Linked DNA regions of Danio rerio: all the other regions are linked to region 2. Evidence: chromatin contacts called from public HiCAR-type and Micro-C data. All regions are on one chromosome and are shown on one strand. Each heading gives the region's core, a stretch centred on a gene start, on an enhancer-like site or on the middle of the called end of the contact. The rest is flanking DNA. Distances are from core to core; before and after follow the strand shown. Region 1 overlaps bmpr2b (bone morphogenetic protein receptor, type II b (serine/threonine kinase)). Region 2 holds the start of bmpr2b (bone morphogenetic protein receptor, type II b (serine/threonine kinase)). Region 3 holds the start of fam117bb (family with sequence similarity 117 member Bb).

Evidence for each region. Hi-C and Micro-C count contacts between places; a contact is called where the count stands out from the background. HiCAR-type assays count read pairs that join an accessible place to other places.
Region 1: a contact with region 2 is called in a Micro-C map of caudal fin, with 15 times the contacts expected there. The contact joins the enhancer-like site here to the promoter of bmpr2b in region 2. A contact is called at or near these places in 8 of 18 Hi-C or Micro-C datasets (caudal fin, embryo, fibroblasts and 3 more) and 2 of 4 datasets of contacts at active chromatin or transcription factors (caudal fin and embryo).
Region 3: a contact with region 2 is called in a HiCAR-type map of caudal fin, with 4 times the contacts expected there. The contact joins the promoter of fam117bb here to the promoter of bmpr2b in region 2. A contact is called at or near these places in 1 of 18 Hi-C or Micro-C datasets (caudal fin) and 2 of 4 datasets of contacts at active chromatin or transcription factors (caudal fin and embryo).

Annotation. Positions count from the first base shown.
Region 1 is chr9:13,238,931-13,242,353 of GRCz12tu, reverse strand. The region is part of intron 7 of bmpr2b (bone morphogenetic protein receptor, type II b (serine/threonine kinase)); the gene reads right to left. Among named protein-coding and RNA genes, the nearest start is that of fam117bb, 26 kb to the left of the region's middle. Within about 2 kb of position 1,368, at least 11 of the 62 cell types and tissues checked have an H3K27ac peak or open chromatin away from gene starts, as enhancers often do. A contact at or near this core is called in caudal fin, where this site is marked.
Region 2 is chr9:13,103,116-13,106,665 of GRCz12tu, reverse strand. It overlaps bmpr2b (bone morphogenetic protein receptor, type II b (serine/threonine kinase)), which reads right to left and starts at 1,259. Exons shown (of 13, transcript NM_001039807.1): 1 at 386-1,259. The coding sequence starts at 464.
Region 3 is chr9:13,264,072-13,267,733 of GRCz12tu, reverse strand. fam117bb (family with sequence similarity 117 member Bb) reads right to left here and starts at 1,431. Exons shown (of 8, transcript NM_001128362.1): 1 at 804-1,431. The coding sequence starts at 1,431.

The DNA of each region.
Region 1 (3,423 bases), core at 119-2,618, 140 kb before region 2:
CAATAAAATAAAAACAAACAAACAGGAAAGCGCGGATGAGTGGGATGATGCTGTCTGTCGCTTCAGAACCATTAATAGACTAATTAATATTAAAAAAACAGCACATTAGTAATATGGGAATATTTTAGTTTCAAAGTCACAGACACAAAAACAAAACAGGTCATCCATCCATCCATCCATCCGTCCATTCGTCCGTCCATCCATCCATCCATCCATCCATCCATCCATCCATCCATCCATCCATCCATCCATCCATCCATCCATCCATCCATCCATCCATCCATCCATCCATCCATCCATCCATCCATCCATCCATCCATCCATCTATCTATCTATCTATCTATCTATCTATCTATCTATCTATCTATCTATCTATCTATCTATCTATCTATCATGATCCCCTGACAAGTGCAAACTCTTCCTGGGGTCCATCGAACATAACACACAATTACATTAATACATAACAACAAGAGCAATAAAAATATTAAAATACAAAATTTATACATAACATCCAGATCAACAATCCACTTAATATTGTGCCATTAAATATTTCTTAAATGATTTTTAATTTATAAGAGCTGTCGCAGAAATTGCTGCCAGCACGAGGAAATACAGCAACCAGTATCTAAATTGAAAACAAAATTAAATCGCAAATCAAATCAAAATCACAATATCTGTTAAAAAAATTGCAATTAAATATTTCGCCCAAATCGCACAGCCCTATTCCCTACCATGTCATTACTGTTATGTACTGTATATTATGTGTAAACAATTGCTGCTATAATGTGGCATCAGAAAAGTTTTGTTAGTCTCCTTTTTTAATATAAAGTATTGCATTACAATGTGACACTGAGTAATGGAGTAATTATGCCAGAAACTCAGCTTTGAAAAAATACATTTAAGAAAGGAAATGGGGGTGAATGTATAATAAAATACTGCATTATGCTGTTTACATTAATGTAGCTGAAAACTCATATTAAAAATACAAACTTCATACAATTTTTTTTCCTATTAACATAATTCAAGATAAATATATATTTAAATTTAGTCATAAAGTTGAACATGTTTGTTCTTTTAATTAACTATAATAATCCTGCCCAAAACAGTAATATATCATAGAGCTGCCCCTTTACAACCTGAATAAAATTCCACCACAGGAAACACTCGTACAGTACATTATTTCTGAGAAGTTTTCACAAACTTTCCTAGTATTGGGTTGCACCTGGAAGGTCATCCGCTGTGTAAAACATTTGCCAGAGTAGTTGGCGGTTCATTCTGCTGTGGAAACCCATGATAAATCAGGGACTAAGCCAAAGGAAAATGAATGTTTTCACAAACCATTACAAGACTCAACCGGCAGAGGGCGCTAAGAGACGAATGTGCTAAGGATAGAGTATGTGGATGAATACCCTCTCTCTCTCTCTCATTCTCAACCCGCTGTCTGTCTGCCTCTAAAGTTCAGCTAGTAATGAGGGCAGTGGCAAAACAATATGCACCACGACTGCACCCAGATCAGCGCATAATATCTCCTGATGCAGAAAGCCGGTGGACGGCTGCTCTCAGATCAGTTGTTAATGAGACAGCTGAGAGGAAAATGAACTTGAGATATGATGAGCCGCAGACTGTCTGCTGATCTCTGGCGATGCTCCAGCGAAACACAAGGAGCTCGACAAACAAATTAGGGGAATGTTTTTTGTTTATAGCACCTCATGCTGCTGGCCCTTTAAGGCAAGATACTGCAGTTAAAACCTTCAGACTTGTGGAGAGAAAACATTCAAACATCCAAAATGTGAATGTGAATTAAGCCATTTAATCTATTAAATAACACCATCTACCAGCGTACACAGCATCATAAGAGGTTATGTTAGATAATAGGTTAGATTTAGGTTGTGACATCAGGTAACCAAAATTCAATGTCTATCCAGCGTCTAAGGACAACGTTGTTTTGACGTCTAATAATGACAATGATTTTTGGTTGATTTTAGGTTGTGTTGGAAACTGACCACAATCTAACGCTGAGCCAACATCTTAAACCAGCGTCATATTGACGTCAAATCCTGACATTTATTCATCAGGTATGACAACCAAGCGTCTGATAGACGTGACATCATAGTGGTAACGTCCACATAACGTCAAGCTGAAACGTCAATAGACGTTGATATTTGATTGATTTTAGGTTGGATGTTGAACAATGACATCGAACTGATGTTGGATTCTGACGTCAACTCGATTTTCATTCACCAAAAAAGTGCAACGTTCCCACGATACAACGCCAATCTGACGTCATGTTGACATACTTTGTCTGCTGGGTTGCTGTATAAACTCTCAAACATACTGGGTTGTTATAAACTAATGTTAGGTTAAATAACAAGCCCAAATTTTGGGTTAAAAAGTGTAATTTAAATTAAATTTAAAAATTTTACTTAACATTGTGTCTGTCGATGTTTGACCCAACATTAGGTTACAACAAACCAACAGTGTGTATTTTGTTAGCTTTTATTCACATCTAAAATATTGATGAGGGAACATAAGCAGAAGCTCAACTATACAAGCTTTATGCACAAAAACAAAACTTTTATGTGTGCGAATATGAATGCCTGAAACACTACATAAATCTAAAATATTATTGTTGATGGCCAGTAGACTGGATATTTATTTAGAGTAGGGGTACCGTGTTTTTAAATGATTTTTTTTATAAACAAATAAAGTTACCTATCTAACTAACTGAAATTAAATCTGTTCCTTTATTGAATAAAGTAATTTCGTCTGTTCAGATTCAGAAGGTCTTAGTTGGATAAAACTGCTCAATTCATACAATATAGCCAAAGCGCCTGGCTATTGATCACCAACATTTATGTTCTTACCCTGTCATGGTAGTCCCTCAATGATACATCATACAAAGTGTTGTTGTCAGAACTCCACTAAGCTTTCATCTATTTAATGTCCACCTAGCAGCACAGTCCTCACTCCTGTATTTGCCATTTTAAAACCTGTGTGCGAAAAAGATTCTGTGCTTTTATTGGTCAACGTTACCTACGGGACTATGGGAAAGAAATAAACATGTTAGGCTGCGTCTGAAATCGCATACTTTCATACTAAAAAAAAGCAGTATACGAGCCGAGTAGATTATAGAACGTACAGGAATGAAATGAAAACATGCCAGGCTGCATCCAAAATCACATACTTCCATGCTATATGCTTTAAACTGCTCACACAGTCACAGGCCTAAGAAATACAGACACACGATCAACTTTTTGGTCATTATATGGTTAAACTTATCAATGATTTCCTCAAATCATGTATGTTTTCAACGTGGCTCCTGACCAACTATACCTCAACATTGTAGATTGTGTCATGCTGAAATAATATATGATGCCTACTTTTAAGGCTTTCTGAAAAATATGAAACACAAATTAGATAATA
Region 2 (3,550 bases), core at 10-2,509:
GAGCAAGTGACAAGCTGTCACTGAACTAATGTACCAATGTAAAACCAACTTTACCTCAATCTTTCCAAGTACCACTAATAAAAGCATCTACTTGTGTAGTAAACAACTCCAAAGTAAATACACTTTGGTTTAACAGGACTAACATAAAGAGGACACCCTTTAAGACATTGCAGGACTAACACAGAAAAGCAATACGAAGCAAATCCCATTCATATTTGTGCTGCAAAACGTTTCAGTTCACTTTGCATTACAGTGTGCATGCCGCAGCGCTGAGGGATACCAACGAACAACTCACACTTAAGCCCAAAATAATGTAACATGCACTCTGTAATGTGGATACACACAGCACTTAAATAGTTCAAATGTAGATCTGGGGTATATTTACCGGCCACAGCACTGAGCAGAAGCAGTGAGCAGAGCCCGAGTGACAGTACTGATGTCCGGTTTAGGATCCGCACTCTCATCCTGCTGCCGCTTCTGGATGGATTCAGCTCCAAAAAAAAGTTCCAGTAACTAGATTTTCTGTTCCCCCTTTCTTCTTTCTATCGACCGAAGTTCAAGCTCATGTGCACGGAGCAAACAATCCGAAATGACTAACGTTAGTGCAGATGAAGATTTGGAGGCAGCGCATGATTTTAGATGCCTTTGGTTTCGATAAACAGCTTATAAACGCATTTTCTCCATGCTGGTTGGGAGTTTGAGCGATTATACTTCATTTAATATGTATAATACACTTCCTCGCATATCTTAAAATAAAACTAAAGGTCTCAAAACCTGCTGTGTGGCGTCTCTCGGTTGTCGTCTGTGTTTATAAACAAGATTTAGTTTCGATGTAATATTTGGTTCTGGTCCAGATGCTCGAGCTCAGGATCTCAATATGGGTCAGGTTTCTTGGTGTCAGTCCGCTTCAGTCGATGTTTAGCTTCACGAGCTGACGACATGTCCGACATTTCCCGACTGTGCCCGGTTTTATTCCTGCATTATCCCTTAAATGATGTCTCTGAAATGAAGTAAACCTGCGGCAGAAGGCGTCGAGCTCAAGCGGCCGAACAGGAGCGACATTGAGTCCGATCCAAAGCGACGGAGGCCTGTAATGAACAACGCGGCGACTGTCGGTAGACTGTGTGATGGTCGTTAAACTGATTGCCGGTCGGTCAGGGTCTGTTCGGTTAAATAAGCGCTTTTCTCCCCGTTGTGGTTGATTATCGCCCCGCGGATCGTGTCGAGCTCCCGCGGCCGCTCTCGGTAACTTCAGCTCCGCCTAGAGCAGACAGATGAAGGGCAGTCAGTCCTCCTCCTCCACCCCCACCTCCCTCTCTCTCTCTCTCTCTCTCTCTCTCTCCCTCTCTCTCTTCCAATCCAATTCGATTTTAAGTTGTCTGTCATGCTTTCTTTTTCCACCCCAACCTTACAAATCCACCATAATCACAATATTTTAGCCAAAACATGCTACACTTATGATTACTATAGCTGGGTAATTGGTTTCACACAAACCTAAACTGTTTAGACAAATCCCATGGTATTATTGTAATCTAAATAGCCTGTCTCCTACTTGTACTTTTTATATAGGTCTAATAATATGTTCCTGTACATAACAATGTAACGGTCAAAACTCTTACGACCAGCAGCACACATTTGAAGTGTTCAAACAGGCTGAAAAAATACATATTTATTCATATTTAACCTTAATATCGCAAGCTAATTTTCGCATTAGGACAAAAACAATGAATAATTATTGACAGTATTGCTGCTTTCACAATATTGTGCATCACAAGTGAAAATCAAGTGAAAATTTGTGTCTGTGTGTGCTGGTTTACAATTTTTTTTTATAATTACATGTGTATGACCTACACAGCAAGTAGCCTGTTACAATATTGAGAATGTTTTATGAGGACATGTCATGTGTCCTCGTAATTCAAAACAAAAAAAAATTAAAAATCAGGTTTGCCGTGAAGGTTGAGTTTAGGGTAATAAAATGGCAGTTTTAAAAGTATAAAATACATTGGAGAGTCCTCATAAACCACCAAAAAAATGTGTGTGTGTGCACCCATCTAATGGATTTAAACATGTACAGTAGTCAAGACCCCTGATAGCACATATTGCAGAGATGTCTGTTTGGTGTTTGTGTTTACATCTGGAAGATACATATGTACTCTTAGCACTGGGTTGCAGCTGGAAGGGCATCCGGCACATAAAACATATGCCAGAGCAATTGGCGGTTCATTTTGCTGTGGCAACCCTTGATAAATCACCAGAGACTAAGCTAAAGGAAAGTGAATGAGACATATTTGTTAGTGTTTGTTCATCTACACAAGTCAATTTTCAGATGTCTTTAAGATGTTTAAAAATGTAGAATGTTCTTTTAGCAGACCTACTTCAGACCTTTTTTCAGACTAGACAATTTTTAAATTACGTCTTGCAGACATGCTGAATATACATAAAGTTATGCTGAATTTCAAAACAAGCACCAAAATGGGGATGAAATGTGTTTCAAGTATAGTGAAGAGTTTATGTAAGATGGGCTGGACTGAGTATTTCAGAAACTGCTCAATTACTTCACTTGTAATGCACAATATCTCAATATTGTAAATAATTTTTTAAAAATGTCATTGTTTTCCACCTAATCAGAAAATTGGATTGCTATACTAAAGCTGATAAATTATTATGGATTATTTTAGCTTGTTTAAACGCTTGTTAAGAATGTGCTGGCTACGAGGGGTTTGATTGGCGGTGCCTTCCACATTTTAATATATGCTTTAGCAGAGTTAGATGTCAGCAGTTAGTTTTGGGCTTTCCATTGTGGGACACAGAAATGACTTTACAATTGCAATTTGAAAATGATTTATGAAAAACAAAGATCTAAATGTTTCCTTGCAGTTTTGCCTTTGTTTTAGTAATCAGAGTTAAAATACCATGCATTTACTGTATTCATCAGTCTAAAGCAGGGGTTACCAATATGTTCCTGGAGGTCTGGTGCCCTGCAGGGTTTAGCTCTAACTTGCCTCAACACACCTGCCTGGGTGTTTCAAGTATACCTAGTAAGACCTTGATTAGCTTGTTCAGGTGTGTTTGATTAGGGTTGGAGCTAAAATCTGCAGGACACCGGCCCTCCAAGAACAAGTTTGGTGATCACTGGTCTACAGTATATACATATATAGAGTATACATATTCCAAACATAAAGAGTTATTGGTATTGGCTAAAATGTATATATCCATGCACCCTAACTTTACATACAATCATCTAGGGCAGTGTTTCTCAACCACGTTCCCGGAGGACCGCCAGCTCTGCATATTCCCATGCCTTCTCATCCAAACACACCTGATTCAGATCATCAGCTCATTAGCATAGACTGAAAGACCTGTAATGGGTGTGACAGACAAAGAAGACATCCAAAACATGCAGTGTTGGTGGTCCTTCAAAAACATGGTTGAGAAACAGTGATCTAGAGTTAACAGAAAGAAAAAACACCAATATTTTACCAATTTAAAGAAGTATTATGTTATTTAAATAACTGGAACTGCTAAAAATATATAGTTTACCCTTCAGGGA
Region 3 (3,662 bases), core at 182-2,681, 160 kb before region 2:
AGTATTAGTTAATTAAATAATTTATAGAAATAATAAAAAACAACTATTCTATAATACTTATTTTAAATAATCTGGATTTTAATGCATAAAATGTAACAAAAAAATTGTAAAAAAAAATAAATAAATAAATAAATAAATATATATATATATATATATATATATATATATATATATATATATATATATATATATATATATATATATATATATATATATATATATATCCAGAAATATTTTTGTTACATTTTATGCATTAAAATCCAGATGATTTAAAATAACTGTTATAGAATAGTTTTTTATTATTATTTCTATAAATTATTTAATTAATTAATACTTTAAAATACATAAAATGTGTTACTAATGAATAATTATTAACATTTAATTATTCGTTTGTTAAACAGTTTTTATGTATAAAATATGAACATGTTAATAATGTGTAATAACTGTTATCTTTATTCATAATAACAGCAGAATCAGTCTACTAAAAGATATAATTAGTCATATATGTTGCTTTCAGAGTTAAAAAGGTTAAGAATCTCTGTTCTACATTACACATGCCATGCATATTAATGCAGGTCATTTTTAATGCAACAACAAGCCTCATGAGTTCCTTCCTATTATTACGAAATATGAGAGACATTATTACTACTGTCAAATATTCAGAAAGCGGAAATAACGCCCACAAACCACTGGAGACCACGTGTGTGTTTACAAGTTACCACAGTGATGTCAAGTAAACATGTGGCTCATCACTTCTGGCTTTATGCTAAATTCAAGACTCAAGAGCTCTACTGTAGGATTACCTGTGCACACAGGTGAGCTGGGACTGAGCCTCTCTGGAGACAGTCTGTCATGCTCGGGGGTCTGGAGGGGTTTGGCTCTGTGACCGCAAGACCACAGTGGCGAGGATGAAGACGGAGAGGATGACAAATGAGAGGTAAAGGCTGAAGGGTCCGAGCAGCCGCAGCTGGTCTGCTGTGAGGGGGAGCAGCACTGCGGGCCCAAGTGCACACCTGAGTGGGCTGAGGACGAGGATGATCTAGGGTTTGTCGCGTGGACAACGATAATGGGGCTAGTTCTTGATGAAGATGATGGTGAGGGAGAGGAAGAAGCCGCTGTTGGTGTGATGAACGCAGAGGAAGTGGACGTGGCTGCTGAAACGGCACTGGAGGAAAGGGATCGCGTGGGGCTCCGGCTGTGAGCTCCGCTGCTGTGGCATTTACCGTTACCGGAGGATGAGGAGGACAGAACCGTCCGTGTCTGTAGAGGGTGCTGTGGCTGCGTTTTCAGCTGGAAAGGAACCGTGGCTTTCATGGGCAGCAGGCGACCCAGTAAATTCACTCCAGCGGCGCTGATCCCCGGGGATCCGATCGGGCTTCCCGTGGTCACTCCGGACGTCGGAGATCCGTTTTTGCGAACTCTTTGAGACATTCTGTTCGCTGGGAAATCGCGCAGAAGTCAACAATAACAGTTTAAACGTGCGTTTAAGACCGCCTGGGGTGGTTAATGCTCTTTGGTGCTCTTGTCACTCCATTTAAAGACAGTTTTAAGCTTCCTGACTGGCACAGCCGAGCCGTTCCGCGAGCTCGAGTAAACTGAGGGAGATTCAGAGCCACGCACCGTCAACTCGATCCAGCGCTCTGCCTCCTTGCCCCTGATTGGCTGGTCGCTCTCCACTCACAACTTCTGATTGGCTGGGAAGTGGATTCTTTAATTTCGTGAGCACGCACGGTTTATTATGAGGAAAATGTTTCATGGTTTCGCTGTGACGAAGGTAATTAAGGTTTATGAAGTAGGTTAGCAGGATTTATCAATATGATATATTACTGTCTGCTTCTCTTGAGTTTAAAGGCTCTTAAAATAGCAGTTATCAACTATGTCTGACAGCTGAACAAGATGCTGTCATTGTTATAGAAATATTATTAAATTTATTAATAAATAATCAATTTATAATTAATAAATTAAGATTAGAAATATATTTTTTGTCATTTGAATGCTGTAAATTGTCATTTTAATCAATTTAATTTTAAAGATGTCTGTAAAAAAAATACAGGCCCGTAGCCAGCCTGTTGAAAGGGATGTTTTTTTTGTGTGTGTGTGTGTGCTGTTATTCGCCTCATTTTCTATTCAATTATGCATTTTAGTAACACTTTAAGAACTATGCTGGATCAGCTTGTCGGACGGTGATCATAACCTCACTTTTTTGATGCACAAAAAACATTTCCTAGTTTTGTCAAAGTGATCATCATACTATTTTACTACGAAGTATTTATTTACAAACTTGGATTTAAACTGTAAGTTAATCCAGTTTTATAAATATTGTTATGAGATTAGCATTTAAAAATTGAATAAAGAAATATGAAAAAAATACTTATTTTTAAATACAAGTGTGTTATAATGCATTATTCTAAAAATAGTAATCTGGTAAAACTTGTTTTAAAATAAAAACATTTGCCTATGGGCAAATAAAAACTGGCCAGCTCATTCAACTTTCCTCAGTCAGAATTTGGCCACTTAATTCAAATTTGTATAAAAATTTAAGTTGTCTTAAAGCCTTCTTCTATCTAGAATTTTCACAATGTGTGATGGCATAGCAGTCAAAAATGAGCAAATGAGACAAATGAGCTAATATAGGGGTCAGATTCTGGACTTAGTCACCCGAAAACCTCCAAATGCCCCCCAGCTACGGGCCTGAATCTAAAGAAAATATAAAAGAAAAAAGAAAATATAAGAAAAGAAAACCCGCTCCCAACATAAAACCACAATATTTTATAAATTCAGTATTTACTTCACATTAGTAACGTATGTTGTCTCATACATCAAATCTTCTGTGATCTACACAATCACACTACAGTGAAATAAAAAATACATGAAATAATATGCCTTTACTCTTAAATCTAATTGTTTAAAAAAAAAAAAAAAAAAAAAAAGGGCCTGTCTAGGGCCTACGTGTTTTTCCGTCTTAAAAAATGGTTGGACAGACAGACAGACAGACAGACAGACAGACAGACAGACAGGTAGATAGATAGATAGATAGATAGATAGATAGATAGATAGATAGATAGATAGATAGATAGATAGATAGATAGATAGATAGATAGATAGATAGATAGATAGATAGATAGATAGATACTTTCTAAACAGTAACATGCTCACTCTCTGGTGAAAAGTAATAGCATTTGTGTGCGTGTGTTCAGAAAGTAAATGAAAAACACATGATCACTGCAATCAAGGCAAAGTAAAGCAAATCTTTTATCTAAATGCACTGAATGAATCTCTTTATGAATGTCTCTGCGCTGTTATCTGAATTGAAAGTGCTGTGCAGGAAGGAACACATGCTTTTGGTCATGATATTGTGGCTGCCTTTACTACCCTCATGTGGCCAGTCAATAAACTGAAACTTCAGTGCAAATACTTTTTATATATATATTTACCCAGAAGCAGCTCATTTTCTACAAGGAAAAAGGGACACAAACGACAAGCAAACTTCATATACAGGCTTTCATTAATATAATCTTTAATCAACTGAGTAATGCAGGGTTGTACAGCAAGCTTTTATTTCTAAATGGCATTTTAAAACATCTTCTGAATAGACTAAAAGCATGAGTTATCATTTTGTTCTTTTTTTTCTCCTCAAAGTGCTTACTTTACAAGCTGTAATA